2 separate regions of the Mus musculus genome follow, and region 1 is linked to region 2. Evidence: chromatin contacts called from public Hi-C data. All regions are on one chromosome and are shown on one strand. Each heading gives the region's core, a stretch centred on a gene start, on an enhancer-like site or on the middle of the called end of the contact. The rest is flanking DNA. Distances are from core to core; before and after follow the strand shown.

Region 1 (3,611 bases), core at 153-2,652, 740 kb after region 2:
GAGACCGTAATTTCCATTGCAAAAACCTCCTGAAAACTGACCTCTTCCTGGTTGCTGCAGTAACCTATTAAACACAGATAGACACGCTGTACAAAAGTAGGACACACATGTGTCTGGTACTTACAGCAGTAAAGAAGCATCCAGAAAAAAATAAAATAATAAAAAAAAAGCATCCTCTTTCCTAATCTCTAATTTCCAGAAGCAGCCTTGTTTCTTTTTCTCTCCATGGCCTGTAGAGGTCAGAAAAGGGCCTTGCTTTCCAATCACTGGCTGTCCTCTGTCCCCATTAGAATTCGCCTGGGTATGTATAATTAAGCCAGCTGAGGCTCAGCACATAGAAACGGAAACGCATTGACTTTAATAAAACAGAGTGTAAAACAAGTTGAGATTGACTCTAGCCTTGTTTACTCTCGCATACTTGTAATAGTGGTCGGTATATTCCCAGTCAAAGAGACCATCGTCCTGGGAACTGAAGCATGTCCTTTCATTGCGACTGCAGCCTGTCCTAACAGGCAAGACACACTAGCTCAGTGCTCCTGGCTCACTGGAAACAAAAATTAGAAAGAAAAAAAAAAGTAAGTTCTGTTTCTTAAGGGAAAAGAGGCAATGACAAAGAGAAAGTGGGCACCATGAAACGCAGTCCCACGGATGTTCTTACCATTTTGTTTGATTTATTTTTTTCATGGTCACAAGGAAATTGGGAATCCAGAAAAAACAATGATAGCCAGACTCAAAATGGGGCAGGCATTTCGGCGAAACTAAGTAAGTAGCGTTGTTCAACGGGGAGTTTTGAAAGCCAAGATGTCATGATATTGGCATGCTACTTCATGGATGGACTTTCGTTTCTCTAGGTCTCAGTTTCCCCATTGAAAACCGAGGACCTAGATCAGATGAAAGCAAACATCACTAACATTTCTACCATTCACAAGCATGGCATTGGATGCCCTGCAGAGACCGCTACTCAGAGACTGCAGACTGGCTGGGCCAGTGAAGAGGCAGCATGAGGCAACTCACACTGCTTCTCTGTCTGGAGAGGATGGAGTCCAGAGCTGGACAATGATCCTTTCAGAGCTGAGAGTGATGCCCTTGACACCTTGCCAATACCCAGCAGAATAAGAGCTTCCGAAATTGGGGCTAAAAATAAATAATGAAACCAAGTGACAACATAAACAGAAAGAAAGAACAGAGCGCGGACTTGAGTCAGCAAACTTGTGAACAGGATAGAGAAGAATCAAATTCATTTTCATCTCTGTTGATTGGCTGGTTAGGTGGCTGGACTCTTAGAATTCAAATCATAGTTAGTGATGTGTTTGATGCCACCCTGGGGGAAGGAGGAAGAGGGCTGAGCAGAGGCGTGGCCGCTCGCTCCCTCTCTCTCTGGTCCATTTCCTTTCTGTGGCATAGTTGGCCCCTTCCTTCTAGCTGTCTTTTTGTTGGTTGTTCAAAGAAAGAGCTCTTACACAGTCCTTCCCCTGTCTCTGGCCGCATCCTGGACCCAGGCCAGCTGCCCTCCTCGACCTCGTCTCTCAGCATTTGGGGCCCAGCTTCCTCTTTGCCTTTCTGAAGCACACACCGCATTTTAATCCAAAACGACTTTCAGATCTGACTGTTTGGGGCAGGACGTGTGCAAGAGGTTTCAGGAAAGGGAGCTCATAGCTGTTGGGTCTGTTTCATACTCAAACCAGTCTGCACTTTCATGTGGTATGCGAAGAAGCAGCAGACATTTAACAACCACAGGGGAAACTGGACCAATTCTCTCTATAAGCCCTATTAAGTTCATCCAGGTCTCAGTTTCCAAAGCTGTAGATTCAGACCTGGAGGAGACTCTCCTTCCCCATTCCATTGTATACATTTAGGTATATGCAAATGTGAGCATGACTAGGCCAAAGAAACCTTCTGTGAATCAGACAATAATGTACATTAAATATTTGGAGGTGTACACTAGCAGAAAGGAAAGGAAGAAAGTCTCCCAGTGTGGCTGGGGAATCAAGAGCCTCTGAAACATCCTATGTAACATGAAAATACAATGTCTAATATTTACTTCTAGATTGTGTCTTATTTGGGGTGGGTAATCTCACATCGTCTCATGTCTAGCCTTTGAACTCTCCAATTAGTTTCCTTGAGCTCCAAACAGCTAAGCTCTAAAGATATCTGAAGTAGATAAAATATGAGATTGTTTAATTTGGATGAAAACAGGTGAGACCTTCAAGGAATCCTAAGCAGGTAGAGGAAGTTTGAATACTTTGTTTCTAAAACATTAGAGATCAACTTTATAATACTTTAGAAATGATAAGACATTGGCAGAAATCCTTATCATCAATCCATTTGTGGGTTAGATCTTATCAACTCCCAGAGACTTTTGGGATCAAGTCACTCTGGTTATCCCATATTAAGATGATACACCAACAGTGGCACTACCCACCAATGCATGTTGAGTGGTTGCTAAAGAGACCAACTTAGTATCTATAGTATGTATACTTACTGTCTCCATTTCCCCCCAGAGACCAATAATATTGTAAAGAATGTTGTTTAGGGACAAAGATGCCTGTTTTCCCATGTTATTTCCCAACCCCACCCCAGAGGCAAATTTACTTTTATGCATTTTTCTTCAAATTAAGTTAGAAATGGATCTGTGATTTTCATCATCTCATTTGCAAACTTTTTCAAGATCGATCACTTTCCCATGTGCCCATCAATCTTGATTTTTCTTGGTCCTCCATTCCATATTTCTAAAGGAAAAGGCCCACTGGCATTTTGATACAGTTCTTTTATGAGTTGATGGTGGTAGTAGGTGCTGTGAGTGGAAAATGTGAGAAACACTATATGGTTTTCCCCAAATGTTCAGAGCAACATTCTAAAAGATGAACATTAATTTCAAACAGAGGTTAAGTAAATATCATAGAAGAAACAGTTCTAACAAAACCACGTTTGGGTTGGGATAGGTGGTGTGTGCCTTAGAGTGCCTGCTATGGATCCGATTCTACTGGTAATGCCAGTGAGTGCTCTAAATCACATCACCTGCTCATATGATGATGAGACTTTCTTCAGAGATCAAATTCTACCAGCTCTGGAAGAGGGCTGGGGCACTCCCATCCCCTCCTAGACTCAGATCTGTCTTGCAATGTGAAACATCAACACATTTCAGATCATTTTCAGTTTATTTTATAAGGACAAGAGTTTATCTTTCTAATTCTTAAACAATGGCTGCCTCTCAGCTTTACTTAGCTTCTACTTAAGCACCGGTGCGTACATGAGCCAGCTATTTCAACAAGTCCACTCAACTCAGCAAAGAGCAGTTTGAGAAGGAAGACTTGAGTCAGCTTTCCCCTCCTCTGTTGTAATGGGTTTCCATGGAGCTTAGTATACTCCACTGGTGATCCAGAAAGTTCATTTACCTGAGCTATGTTTCTTTCTTTTTTTCCTGAGTATTCTTGTTCTTATTGGATTGTTGATTGCTGTTGTTAATGTCTTATCTGAAGTCTCTGTAAGATTACAAAACCAACAATATCTCAAAAGCTAAGGGCATACAAGGCTCAAATGGCAGATTGAAACCAATGCTCATATCCTCAGGAATCATTGATAATTATCTGTCTACCTTATGTTCTCTCTTT
Region 2 (3,703 bases), core at 840-3,339:
ACACTACTGACCGTACTTGTCTCTCTCATTCCCAGAGAAGAAAATGGAGGAGTAGGTAGAAGAGGTCTGATAGTCAGCTCCTGCAGCTCTTCTTACCCTCAGCACACTTGTCTGAGCACCAGCCTCTGTCGCCACTGTTCAATGTAAGGTTCCTGGCTAATTCTTTACAGTGTAAAGTGGTGCTCAACCTTCCTGATGCTGTGACCCTTGAACACAGTGCCTCATGTTGTGGTGACCGCCAACCATAAAACTATATCATTGCTGCTTCATAACTGTAATTTTACTACTCTTATGAATAATGTAAATACCTGAAAAACAGGATATCTGATATGCAACCCTCTACCTGCAAAGGGGTGCACAACCCACAGGTTGTGAATCACTGCATTAAACAGAATGGAACCAGCCATGGTGCAATGTGCACATAAATGTGTGTGCCTGTTTTATTCTTTGAGCACCCACACAGGGGTTGGGCTTCTTACTGCAGCTCTTACCTCATCTCAGGCCACATTAGAGGCTCTCCTAATTATTTGATGTTGGATAAGGAAGGAGTCCAGTTTCCTAGAATCTTTTTCCACCATGCCTTAGTTATTGTGGTATGTTCACAAACCCGATTGTCTCTCTCTCTCTTTTTTTTTTTCTACTATGACTTCTGGGGAAGCATACATTATGTATTTCACTGATGAGTCAAACATCTCCTTCAAATAATATTGATTTTTTTTTTTTGTATTTGTCACACTGCTGCAGTTGGCTTCATTTGAAGGCAGCATGGCAAGCCACATCCATCACCATGCTGGTTTAAAATGACACGTATATCCATTTATTGAGTTCTTAGCATGTCAGACACTGTGTATGTTTAGCCCGAAAAGGATATTTCGCAATCCCCGTCTCAGTAAGTGGGGTAACTGAAGTCTGGAAGGCTTAAATAATTTATTCAGGCAGCAGGCTTTAGGGTTTACCTGACAGTCTCTTCCTCCCAGTGAGCTAAGCCCCATGCTTCACCAGGAAGAGATTAAAGAGGCTAGGTTTACTTAACCCAAAGAAGGAACAACGAAATGTTGAAAGGAAGCTAAGTAAATATTGCTTAAGTATCAGGAGAATTATCTTGGAAGACCATGTGTTACTTAAGTCAGAAACATCACACGGTCCACTCCACATAACGTTTGAATGGGCCCCGGTGAGAGATGCTAAAACACCAGCATGTGTGTGAGGAGCCTGTGTTTGCTGCTTCGAGGGTGAGCATCAGGCAAGGCTGATGAATGGGGGCATGAGATCCGGGAGCGAGGAGCAGGAACTGGAAGGATTACAGGCTCCTATTACGTCATGCCACATTCAATTTGGCATATTCCTCTTTACTTTCTTGGCTTCGAGTCCGGTCTTGCCTGCCAAATACTTACGTGCTTTGCATAAGTGCATAAGTGATTTTAAAAAGTTTAAGTTAAAAGGTTGCAACTGTGCCGGTTGTCTCCTTTGCCCTCCTCAGCCTGATGCTGCAAGGAAGTGTGGGCTGAGTTGCAGACAGTTGTTCCTGTAGTTCCTCTTCATGCCATGTGGTGGTGCTGTTCTTCTAGTTATCTCGACCATTGCTAGTCCAATATTTATTTTCGGTGAGTAATTTGTTTATCAGGAGGTTATTTTAATCTAATTTTGGCCATATTTGCTAGCGCACACTATCTGTGCTTCCCAGCGTTAGCAGCTTGCATGTCTTGAAGGAAATTATCTGAAGATGGTCTCAGAGGCATTTGCGCAGCCATTATTTAAGGGAGGTGGGAGGAGGCAGGGTGAGTGGAGCCTGGGGTTAGAACAGCGGATGGAATTTGTTGCCTTCCAAGTGGTGTTAGCATGACTGAGCAGGATTGACAGAGGGCGGGGACATCCCAGTAGCATTTTGCAAGCTGTCTCTGCTTGACAGCAGCAACGCTGGTTGTTAGGGTCGCTAGTCTCCCAGACCCTTGTGACAACTTGTAAAGGTCCTAAATTGGTTTGGGAGGACAAGAGTCTTCTAGTTCTGCACCCTCTGCAAGAGGCCCTTCTCCCAATCTGATGACATCTTTAATTAACTGCTACTGCAAGCTGCCTGTGAGCTGGGGAGTGGGGGAGGTTGGAAAGAGCGTGACTGTACCAGAGCAACCACCGCAGCATCCACAGCGTGACTATGGTGATGAATAGCGTGCTGGACACTTTGCTCACGTTACATTGAACTCTTTGTCCTCACTTACATAATAGTCATAGTACTATACCTGTCCTACATGCCAAGAAGAGGTAGTTAGCACAAAACAAAGACTTGCTGAAGTCCCACAAAAAGCACAAGGAAAGCTAAACTTTACCTCAGTTGTGACTGCTTCCAAAGCGTCAGATTTTCATATTTCTGGTAACCTTCAGCAGGAGTCAGGAACCCTGGACTGAGCCATAGATTGACTATGCGATCTTAAACATGGCCTTAGGTTGGCTTGCAGTAAGTGGAGGGTTGTAGGCGGGGCTTGATGCTTCTTTGCAACAGAATCTAACGTTTTCATCACCAAAGCCTAAGTGTGAATGACACATATTTGGTAGGCACAATGGGGCTCAGGTTGAGACCCCAGTTAAGAACAGCTCATTTTTTTCTTTTGCTTTCCAACTCTTGTTAGACACTGAGAAGTTTCCAGGGACGTTCCTGAGGGTCTGGAAGAAATCAGCCTTGGAAACTTCTGAATGAATATCATCGTGGGGTGTGTGGGAGCTTGACCTGTTGTTTGCGATTACAGCTTCAAGATGGAGTGACATGATGCTTTCTGTGGGAGGCTGGAAAAGTGTGTCACACTTCTCTAAGTAGTAAAATAATAATAATAATAAATGGTAATATAATAATAGTAATGATAGTCTAGTGATATTTGACCCAGAGAAAGCCAGAGTCTTGTATCCATCAAGACCCAGTCCAGTCATTTTGCAGTCTCTTAGAATTAATGGGCCTAATTAAGCAGTTGAATTGAACCTAAGTTGTTGAGGACAGTGGGGTTGTTATCCAGTGACAGGAAGGTAGGCTAGTGAACCCTTTCCTGTGATGGTCAAACTCTTCGGAGGTGACCATCCTGGGTCTGAACAGAGCTGTGAATGGCGCTGATAAGATGTTCCCGCTTGACACAAAACTTGGCTAAAACATTATTGTTGGCATGCCGCTGTTAAGTCGGGTCAGTTCTTATGCACAGGTAGCATACTATCTTTTACCACCTCTATCTCCAGGGCTTCCCCTCTATTCTAACATTTGCCTGCAAGTTTGGGTCAAAGTGTCCCTTCGAAAAGACTGTAAAAGTGTAAAAGTCTCCAAGTCATGATGAAGATGGTATACATGTGATATAATTGCATCAGTCATCATAAGGGCATGATATGGTGGATATCACTGTTTACATAGTGATCATAATGTCTGCTCTCATGGTACCCTGGGGTCAACTACAGAGACATAGTTATCGAGGCAGGCTGGTCTATACCCTCTAAAAATAATGAGCAACATGGAAGCTGGTGATGAGCCAGGAGCGGGAGCGGAGCAATGGATCTTAATAAACTTTGGTAAAAGTCACTGCTAGTTTATTATTACTGCCATCAGAGGCTGAAGGAGCTGATGCTGTATAGGGATAGGGCTTGTTCAAATTTAAATTGAGGTTGTTTAAATTTGTCACCCAAGATCTGTCCATTGAGTTAAATTGACTCATGGTTGTTTTTAGTGCCTAAC

Evidence for each region. Hi-C and Micro-C count contacts between places; a contact is called where the count stands out from the background.
Region 1: a Hi-C map of the N1E-115 cell line shows a contact between it and region 2, with 7 times the contacts expected there. The contact joins two enhancer-like sites. A contact is called at or near these places in 7 of 484 Hi-C or Micro-C datasets (the N1E-115 cell line, cerebellar granule neurons, cerebellum and 4 more) and 3 of 115 datasets of contacts at active chromatin or transcription factors (astrocytes, oligodendrocyte precursor cells and stem cell-derived neural progenitor cells).

Annotation. Positions count from the first base shown.
Region 1 is chr7:77,131,784-77,135,394 of GRCm38.p6, forward strand. No RefSeq gene overlaps it. Among named protein-coding and RNA genes, the nearest start is that of Gm30774, 760 kb to the left of the region's middle. Within about 2 kb of position 1,403, at least 86 of the 459 cell types and tissues checked have an H3K27ac peak or open chromatin away from gene starts, as enhancers often do. A contact at or near this core is called in the N1E-115 cell line, cerebral cortex, neural progenitor cells and 2 more, where this site is marked.
Region 2 is chr7:76,391,527-76,395,229 of GRCm38.p6, forward strand. All of the region lies in intron 6 of Agbl1 (ATP/GTP binding protein-like 1), which reads left to right. Among named protein-coding and RNA genes, the nearest start is that of Gm30774, 25 kb to the left of the region's middle. Within about 2 kb of position 2,090, at least 108 of the 459 cell types and tissues checked have an H3K27ac peak or open chromatin away from gene starts, as enhancers often do. A contact at or near this core is called in the N1E-115 cell line, cerebral cortex, neural progenitor cells and 2 more, where this site is marked.